Linked DNA regions of Mus musculus: region 2 is linked to region 1. The links are chromatin contacts, called in public HiChIP or PLAC-seq maps. All regions are on one chromosome and are shown on one strand. The core of a region is the stretch at or near the end of the contact, and the rest is flanking DNA. Distances in the headings are between cores, read along the strand shown. Region 1 holds the start of Dreh (down-regulated in hepatocellular carcinoma). Region 2 has its middle 23 kb from the start of 4930583I09Rik.

Region 1 (5,104 bases), core at 1,583-4,082:
AAACTTAGTCAAGGACCTGGAGAGATGGCTCTGCAGATAAGAGCACTCGATGCATTTGCAGAGGATGGAGTTCCTGGAACCTCTGTAGGGCCCTTACAACAACCTTGACTCACTCAAAGAAATCTGACTCCCTCGTCTGGTCTCCTCAGGTACCTCATTCCTGTTCGCAAACATACACATGATTTAAAAATAAAAAAGAAAGAAAGAAATAGATGAATCTTAAGAAAAATAAGAAAATTTTAGTCTTGGACTTCCTGTAGTTAAAAATCAATCTGTAACTCCCTTGCCCTGAAAGACTATGGGAAAACAGTATAACCTTTGCGCTTAAAACAGTGTATCCTTTGCTTTGGAAGAACAAAGGCTACACTGTGGAGTGGGCCCAAGCAACACCTCCCCTTGTCTGAGGATGCGCCATGGTGAAAGGAGCAGGTGCACGTGTTTGTCTGTCGCTTCTGCCTTGACTCTTTTCTATAGAGTATATTTTAAAATTTTAGTCTCAAAGCAGAGTCCAAAACTAGTTATATATCTATTTTAGGAACAGAGAAATATCAGAAGTTCAAAGTCATTATCTGAGAATGAGCTTCGCTTTAGCTAACACCAGTTGTGGCCAGGTGGCTATCGAGTTGACTAGGCACTACAGATACTGAGCCTGATTTGCGTTCAGTTCCTCCTATGAGAATGGAACTCATAGTGGATTGAATTGTAGCTTCCAACATGATGCATGCAGGTCCAAACCCTGCAAGCTATAAATAAGACCGTAGTAGGAGGTAGGACCTTTGCAGGTGTTATTAAACTAAAGATTTATAGAGGATGCCACCTCAGAGTTCCTGAACAGGCCCCAAGTTTACTGCCAAATGTCCTGATGAGACAGATAAGAGGACACAGAGACCAGGTGGTATGTGACTGTGATGGCATCAAACGGTGGACGCAGCCACTGTTGTGATCTTGGCTGCAAGTTAGGGGACGCCAAACTGAAGCCATAGAGCAAAAGAACAGTGCTGACACTATTGGGATCAGAGCAGGATGGATCAAGTTTCTGGTGTGTTAAGCTAACTAGTTGGTGGCCCTTCGGGACAACGGAATTTTAATCTTTCGTTCTGATTGCCTCCTGGGGGCAGACTCTGTACACCCTGTAACCCTGCCAGAGAAGGAAGAGCTACGTGAAGCATTATAAGAATTCCAAACAGACACAAGCATGCCAAGATCACAGCGGTGCTCAGGACTGTAGGGATTCTCGGAGTAAGCTCAAGGATTGTCAGGCCAAGTTCTCAGCACAAAGGCGTGCCAGAGGACAGCCCCAGCAGGGACAGGGTACTAGAGAGGATGTAAGGAACAGACGAGAGGAGGGATGAGTCAGACGCCAAGACTGGGAGGCTTTGCAACTTCTGACTGTCTGACAATCAGAAAGTTTCTTTACTTACACAGATTTTAAAACATTCATGACTTCAATAGGTGCAGATCATATCAATGTATTCTGATCATACTTTTCTAATATGCCCAGGGTTGCAGGTTAAGCCCAGGTAGAAAGGTTTTATTATTATCAACCCCATATCCTTTTTCCTAAAATTCTAAAAATCGTTTTAGCGCAAGCAAGCAAGCAAGCAAGCATGTAACAGACTGTTCTCAAGCTGGCAGCACTTAGTGGTTTCAAGATGAGAATAGATAGAGGATGGATAGAATCTGAGTCAGTCTAGGTGAATCACCCCGCTTTAAGAGGTATATTATCAACTTTTAGTGGTCAGCTATATTGCTTGCAGATTTGCCTAAGCCTGAGAATTTGGGCTTAGGAGTCTTGTTGCAGTTATTTATAATCTTGTAAGAATTTGTTTAATAAAACAATCTTTTGTTTCTACATTAATCAACAATACAGCAGCCTGGTGTGAGCCATTCTTTCCAAGAATGACAAATCCTAATGCCTTATTCTTCTTAGGTTCTTTTATGTTGTTCTTACATCACCTATACATGCTATCATCTTATCTTAGTCATCCTAGCTTGTGTTATGGAGTTCTTACTAGGGGCTTTGTATGTATAGTCTCTTTTCTTGTATGTTATAATTCTAAGAAATTCTAAATATTTTGTAGAAGGAGTTCTTTGCTCTGATTTACTGTCATCTCTCCTATCCTGCTGAGCCTTGTCAGCCCCTCTGAATTTAAACAATTCTTAATTGTTTTTGTTTCATGAATTTACCCAGAGACAGATAACAATCTCCAAGGCACAGGGAAGACTCCCAAGTAGGGTCCACTAGGGTTGTTATTTCCTTAAGAGCAGGGGCTGGTACATGAGGACTTTCTTAGCAGAATACATAAACAGTTTTGTCAGAGAAGACCTGGGTGGATTGTCGTGCTTATAGCTCCGCCCCCCAAAAGTTTAACACACAGAGATGTGAACCAAAAGTAAAGGACTTCAGACTCATAGCATGTGACTCAGCTTTGCTGGTACCTTGTCAAAACAGCTGTGCTCGCCTCATGACTTACACCATTCCCTTAGGAAATGGCAGTGCCGAAGGGGATTTGACAAAGGGCAGGGAATAAGAGACAAAGGCAGGAGGGAGAGGACAAGAGAGAAATTTGTCTAGGGTGTCGTGCAAACGACAGCCTCTGGATAGAGAGAAAACAGACATGACCCATAGACAAATGGTAGTTTGTGTTGTGAAATTGTGAAAACCCCCATGTTAGGATGAGTTGTTTTTTTTTTTTTTTTCCCACTGGGCTTGTTAAGGTGGCCAAAGGGAGGCTTTTGATTGCTGGACTTCAATACTGAGGCTGAACTTTGATACTCAGCCTCCGGGGAGGAAGAGGTGAAATAAGGGAATGGACCTTGAGGGCTAGTTGCAGGACTATAATCTAATGGTTTTTAGCAAGGCAGAAGGGCAAGGCCTACTAGAGCCATGATTGCCATCCTCAGGCCTGCTAGAGCTCCTTCAAAATCACTATCAGCTTCGATTGGTGTGTGTAATGCTCGGGAGCTTAGAGTATATCTGGAAGGGAAACAGGAGCTGTTTTCAAGGATTCACTTCCATTTGTGCATGACGACAACAATGATGACACTCTTCTCCATTCAGCTATGGTGAGTAAGATCTCCCAGACATGACATCACTGGGTGTTGTCCCTAATGGGATTTATGAATGGCTTTCACTCACCAGGAGCTTTTTACCTCTTAGATGCAGATGATGCCCCGCTCCCTAGTCTCACAGTAGCCATGAAGCAGGTCAGCCCTGTATGACGATGGAGCCTGAGAGCTAAGAAGCCAGGCTGAAAATTAAGCTTCTGTGATCCAGTGCACTGCTTATTGGCTTACCCTGTAGGAAATGACTGGCAGACCCAGCAGCAAGTTGACAAACTGAAACTCTGGTCACCGGGAAAGTGCTCTTACGTGAACACAGCAAAGAGCAGAAATCAGGAAAGAAGAAAACAGACAGAGATACCCATCGCAAATGTGTCAGATACCAAAATGTGCCACTGTCACATGAGTCCAAGCTAGGATATGATGACCTCATCTGATACTGATTGTAAAGAGGTGATCACTCAATAATAGTAAGGCATTGATTAGAAAAACAAATGAAACTGAGTGCCTGTCACAAACAGATGAAAGTTGATTTGTACACTAAAGATGCAATTGAATAACCAAGGTTATAAGTACAATAAAATAAAAAGAAAATATTTTAATTGCTTGAGAATAAAGGTCTTTCTAACCTTGGTATAAGCCTGAGCAATACAAAGAAATAACTAATTTGATGATAAGAATTAAAAATGATATTGCCAGAGATGCTATACAGACAAAAGAAAGTGAAGAGGTATTTTCAATATGTGTTATTAGTTTATTTAACAATCACATGTGGTATACCAGCTATAAGACAGAAACTGTCACTGTGAGGACAAAAATGAGGATAAGCAATCTTGACTTCAGTGAGCTTGACCTGCTGAGTGAGGGACAACATGGAACAAGTGCTTCAGAATACCCTGAGTATTATAGGTCACATCTAGTTGTCATAGCAACACACAAATGCAGAAAGTAAATAGGACATGACCTCTCTCATGTATAAAGAATTTATTAAAATCAATGAGAAAAATGGTAACACAGGCAAGCTGACTGAAGATATATACATGGGAGATTCCTAGATAAAAAATGTAGGTCACCAATAAACATGTTATTATCTTCATGAGTAATCAAAGTATGCAAATTAAACCAAAATAATACATTTACCCCCTAACTTATTGAATAATAAAATAAGCCGTAATAAGGTACTAATGCTAATATGCAGGGAATTAGATGCTTCAAAGACTTTGACAAGACTACACAATGTAGAAAAATCTGATAATTATATGTTAATATTTATAACCCTAAAATCCATGTTTTTATTCAATATTATAGAGTTACTGTTTTGTTTCTCCAAAATTCATGTGAAGGAGACTAACTTACAATGTGACATTTAGAGAGACGCAGTCATGACAGTGGAGCCCTTGTGATGCTCCTTGTGACTAGAGGTGCCAGCAGTAATTAAATGCCAGTGACTCTTCTTCTAGGGGTGGGGCTTGGTGGTATTTCCCGTGCCCTTGTTGGTATGTGACTGGCGGTGTTATCGTTCAGGTCTGGTGTAGACTACCACATTGTTGACATTTCATGGATGAAACTTCTCTGTCCTATATAGAAGACACAATTTCACAACAGATGTCCTGGCCATTCAACACTAAGTGGTCAGCCTCAAACCATAGGCGTCTGAGCAGCATTAAGTAGGCTCAGCATGTTGTATGTATATATTCACATGTGTACATACATGTGAGCACATGTTTATATGTAACAATAGTAACCAAATGCAAAGAGATGGGGAAAGATGTCAGGGGAAAGTACACATTGAATTTTAAAGACACAGTAATAGAAGAAGCAAAACCATGTAAACACAGAAACATACATCAAAACCATATATCATAGATTAGCAAGCTATGTGCTATGTCCCATGACCAAGTCCAGCTCATTGTCTAGTTTTGAATATGAAGTATAATTGGAATACAGCCATGTTCGTTTTTAAATTTATCATCTCTGGCTGTTTTATTGTCACAACAATAGAATTCAATAATTGCAACAGAGACTTTCTGTTTGCATAAGC
Region 2 (5,104 bases), core at 1,104-3,603, 92 kb after region 1:
AAGATGGGAGCAATGTCCTTTCCTGCTTTCTTACTGATTGGATTAATTTTTGACTCAAACACTGTCAATGGACACCTCTCTTCTTCTAAAGAATTCAATAAGCAAGTCGGCTCCTGTGGGCCATCCTGATTGCACTGGAAACTATGTGTAAGCATTTAGAGTATGTCTTAAACAATGTGCTGTGGGTTACATTAGTTTCTCTCTTAAGAATACCATGCCTTGGATCTCTACCAAAAGTCCTGTGTGGTCAATCAGGAAGTTTTCCTCTTGCTGGCCACGATCTACATATCCTCTAAGTTTGAGCTCAGGAAATGTGATTTTAGGATTGCCCAAAGCTGCACTTCACCCACCTTGTACAGTTTTATGTAATGTACACACATCTTGATGTTCAAACAAAGACACAGATCATCCTTCTAATGTATCTAGTGACAGTCCATGTACCTTTGTATCATTCAGGATTTCTATTGCTGTGAGGAGACACCATGACCATGGCAACTCTTATAAAGGAAAACATTTCATTTGGGACTGGCTCACAGCTTCAGAGTTGTTCACCGTTACCATGGTGGGACATGGTGGCATGCAGGCAGACATGGTGCTGGGGGAAAGAGCTGAGAGTTCTGCATCATCATCTGCAGGCAGCAGAAAGAGACTGTGAGTCACACCAGGCATAGCTTGAGCATATGAAACCTCAAAGTCTGCTCACCCAGTGACATCCTTCCTCCAACAAGGCCACACCTACTCCAATAAGACCACACCTCCTAATAGTGCCACGCCCTATGGCCCAAGAATTCAGACACATGAGTGCATAGAGGCTTTTCCTATTCAAACCACCACCACAATGGTCTCTTCTCTCGTGCTTGGCTCTGTAAATCCCTTCAAATCAGCAATTCCAAACCCTCCTTCAGCAAAATGGGAGTATTACGCGAGCTTGTTTTCTCTCTTTCAAGATCATAGTCCGAGGCTTCCTGCTGTCCAGCATCTGCTCGCAACCACTTCATATATTTTCCCCCATTTCCCAGTTGTTTATGGAGAGAGGCCAGGATGAAGTCGGTTCCTCTTGTAAAGGGGAGAAGCAGAAGCGTTAATCAGCACCATGAAACTCAACTAAGAATGAAGCTTTTCCTTGAATTTGGCCAAGGAAGCTTCTGTAGTTTTTTTTTTCAGAGAATACCTGAAGTTTGCAAGCTGTATTCCCAACACAACACAAAAATATATCAACTTAGTGTAAGTTAACTTACGGGTCAAAATCACAAGAGTGATTCTTTGTCTCTCAATCTTAAAGATACAAGAATTAGATTTTTTTTCTCCTCTGAATGTCAGCTAGTCTCCCTACCCCCCACCACCCCAAAAATCCATAAGGCAGCAGATATTGATTGAACTCACTAAGTAGCCCTTCAAGAAAACTATCAAAGAATTGACAGAGAACCATGTTAAAAATATCCATGTACAGCCCAGGGGACAGATGGAATAAATAGCGGAGGGTTTTAGAAAGAAGTTTGAAATCCGTGGTGGCTGTTTTCCTTACACTTCAGAATTGCCAATCATACCCTCTAAACCGTAGTAATATTGAACTTAAAATAAAATTTGGTTTGCATATTTTTACTTCCGATATGACACACTGTAGTTAACATGGCATTTGCAAAAACAAACATCCTATTAAATAAATTGAATTAGTCATCCAGATAGCTTTTACCTATTTCCCGGAGCACTGTAGGAGACAGAAAATGATAGACTGAGTTTAACCAGTGAAGCCTGTCAACACACGAGCAGCTCCGTTCATCACCGCTCAGCTTTGTCAGGAGTGGAGTGTCAGTGTGCAGTGACTTCTATTGGCTATGTGATCTTGGCTTTCTAACTGATATTTTGCGTATTAAAGACTTCCTATCTTAGTATTTGGGGCACACGCTTGTGTGTGTGTGTGTGTGTGTGTGTGTGTGATTATGTGCGAACATATGAACCTAGTGTGTGATACTTGGAGGGATCAGAGGTCAACATCTAGTGTTTTCATTAGTTGATCTTTATCTTATTTTTTATGAGATGGGGTTTCTCATTTAAACTGGAACCCATGGAATTGGTTAGACTGGCTATGCAGCCAGCCCTCGAGTCCTTCCATCTCTACCTCCTCAGCTCTGGGACTATGGGCAGACATGGCTGTACCTGACTTTTTACATGTATGGGGGAGAACAGATCAAAGTCCTTACGCTTGAGCAGCAAGCTTTTTGCAGATTGAGCCATCTTTCTATTTGATGTCTTCTCTAGCGATCCTGTCAAGGGTTTCTTATTATATGGAAGAGAAAGGATCCCTTCTAAGCTGCTGAAGATGCATCCACCCAGAGCAGTCTCTAACCACACGAGCAGTCTCTAACCACACGAGCAGTCTCTAACCACCCAGAGCAGTCTCTAACCACACGAGCAGTCTCTAACCACACGAGCTTTCTGACCTCTGTCCACTGAACCTCAGGGTCTTGTCTTTCTCTGATAAGGTCCCACTTCCTCTATATTCTTGTATTTCTAACATCTTTAGTCTTTTCTCTTCCCCTTCCTGAGGAATCCTGAACCTAGATACTGCTCTTGCCATGAGCTTCATCTTGGCTTTGGAATCTTCGCAGGGTCTCAAGTGCCTTTCTCCTTTTAGCCTTCTCTTTGTAGTGTGATTTCCTGGCCAGTGGCCTTACACAGACTTGTACTAGAATGGGTAGAGCCCTCTACCCTTAGTCCCTAGTGTACCATCTGATCTTTTTTCTTTTTATATATGATCTTAGGGTAGACATGAACTCACAATGTAGCTCAAGCTAGCTCCACACTTGTGGTTTTCCTGCCTCTACTTTCAGAGTGCTGAAATTACAGGCGTGTACCATTACAGGTGTGTGATGTGAAGTCATTTTATAAAAATTTCTGAAAAGTTAATTACAATATCAAGACAAGGAAAAACTTCCAGTTTTTATTGTCAAAACGTAAAATAAATTAATAGAAAAAGGTGTGTGTTCAGTGTGTGTGCTTATATTTGCACATGTGATAATATGTGTGCATATTTCCATCTTTGCCACAGAAGGAGATCCTGCCATTTACAATGACACTGACTAATTTATAGGACATAATGGTAAAAGAACTAGCATACATACAGAAAGGCACCTACTATAAATTATGTTTTAAGTGAAGAATATTTTTAAGTTGAATCCATACAAGCAGAGAGTAAAATCAGTGGTTTCTGTGACAGAGAAAACAGGCAAATGAGTGGAGATGATCAAAGAGAACAAAGTTGTACAGGGAGTTGTTAAATCTGGAAATGTAGTATTTTATTTATTTATTTATTTATTTATATTTATTTATTCGTTTGTTTGTTTGTTTTTGAGACAGGGTTTCTCTGTATAGTCCTGGTTGTCCTGGAACTCACTTTGTAGAGCAGGCTAGCCTCGAACTCAGAAATCCACTTGCCTCTGCCTCCCGAGTGCTGGGATTAAAGGCGTGTGCCACCATGCCTGGCTTTTATTTTGTTATTTTTTATTTTTTGGTTTTGTAGTATATAATATAAGGGTTACAGAGACAATACTGGATTCTTAGATTGTATGCTGGTAGTTTGCCAAAGGAATAGATTCTAGGTACTGTCCAGACACAGACACAGGTACAGACACATGCACACACACACACACAGACACAGATACACATACAAGCACGTACATGCATATGCAGACACAGATACAGACACATACATACATATACACACATGTACACATATACACATATGCACACATATACACACACATATATACATACACACAGATACACACACACTCACACACATACATATACACATACATTCACATACACACATATACACACACATATACAATATACACAGACACACACCTACACTCTCACACACACTCACATACACATACACACATACACAAACATATACACACATGCATATATGCACATATGCACATACACGCACACACATACACACATACACACACACTCTATTTGCTTCACTGTAGACATCCCCATGGATAAACAGAAATTGCCTCAAATTCTTCTTTGCCTTGTTAAAAAAAATTCTCCATAGTATCTTTCCTTTCTGGGATTCTGAAAATCAAGACCTTTTTTTTGCTTTTCACACAGTCCTGTCTTCACAATTTTTTAAATTCCACCTTTAACCCAGTTACCATATCAAGATGTAACTCTCTATATCTTTGCTTCTTGGGGTGCAGGCACTATGCCAACCTCACTTCCTGCTCTCTCAGCCTCCTGGAATCCCAGCAGAAACTTCAGAACCCAGGCTTGCCCTTTGCTCCCAGTGTTTAATGTCTGAATATTCTGTAGCCTCATTAAGGAGTCAGTGACAGACCCTCTGGGCCCTGGTAGAGTAGCCAGGGCCAGGCTAAGACCAAGAAAGCCGGTCACAGACATGATGAGCATGGGTGTTGGAGTTTGGGAGAATGCACAGTAACACAGCAAGGGTCATGGCTGGAGCAGGTGGTTTACAATGAGAAGTCTTGACAACAGCCAAAGCAGATAGAATTGAGCAAGGAAGTGGGGCTGTGGAGGAGATCTGGATAACGTATTGTTTATCTGGTAGCAGTTGAGCATCACCCCTCAGCAGCCGCAGCAGAGTCATGATTCAGGAGTGGGCCAGTCTTGTTCTTAGGCCATGGGTACTTCAGCCTCTGCACACTTTCATGCCTCTCCACAGGCAAGGCAGTGGTAATCCTCCTTTACATTTTCCAAAGGGAATTCCATGATGTGAATTCTTAAAACTTTCGTGTCCAGATATGGCCCTTTAGCCCCTACAGTTTCAGTTTTTTCAAGAGCTGGAACTCCATAGTTTCAAGAATTATTATCATTGTTTAATCTGTGCCCCAAATTCTGTTTAAATGCTCTGAAGGTGGGCCTGGGCATTCTTTAGAAGCCCAGGCTGAAGGCCAGAGTGAAGATAAATTAAAGACAGGTGTGACTGGCACAGAGGGTGTCCTCTACTAGCAACTCGATGAGTGGTGCCATGGAGATCACACAGGGGTCCTGGAGAAGACTACTAGCTAAAGACATGAGAAGAGCAGGAAAAATCCAGATTCTGGGGTGAGGCGATTAACTGGCCTCAAGGAGA

Evidence for each region. HiChIP or PLAC-seq counts read pairs in DNA pulled down with a chosen protein or histone mark.
Region 2: a CTCF HiChIP or PLAC-seq map of CD8 T cells shows a contact between it and region 1, with 5 read pairs. The contact joins the enhancer-like site here to the promoter of Dreh in region 1. A contact is called at or near these places in 7 of 39 promoter capture datasets (the 3T3-L1 cell line, the HPC-7 cell line, HPC-7-derived erythroid cells and 3 more), 2 of 15 datasets of contacts at CTCF or cohesin (CD8 T cells and the NIH/3T3 cell line), 6 of 484 Hi-C or Micro-C datasets (CD8 T cells, female germline stem cells, granulocyte-monocyte progenitors and 3 more) and 7 of 115 datasets of contacts at active chromatin or transcription factors (CD8 T cells, the SCID.adh cell line, bone marrow-derived macrophages and 2 more).

What each region holds. Positions count from the first base shown.
Region 1 is chr17:64,764,279-64,769,382 of GRCm38.p6, forward strand. It overlaps Dreh (down-regulated in hepatocellular carcinoma), which reads left to right and starts at 2,833. Exons shown (of 2, transcript NR_105051.1): 1 at 2,833-3,066; 2 at 3,161-3,653.
Region 2 is chr17:64,856,613-64,861,716 of GRCm38.p6, forward strand. No RefSeq gene overlaps it. Among named protein-coding and RNA genes, the nearest start is that of 4930583I09Rik, 23 kb to the left of the region's middle. Within about 2 kb of position 2,354, at least 33 of the 459 cell types and tissues checked have an H3K27ac peak or open chromatin away from gene starts, as enhancers often do. A contact at or near this core is called in CD8 T cells, the SCID.adh cell line and memory CD8 T cells, where this site is marked.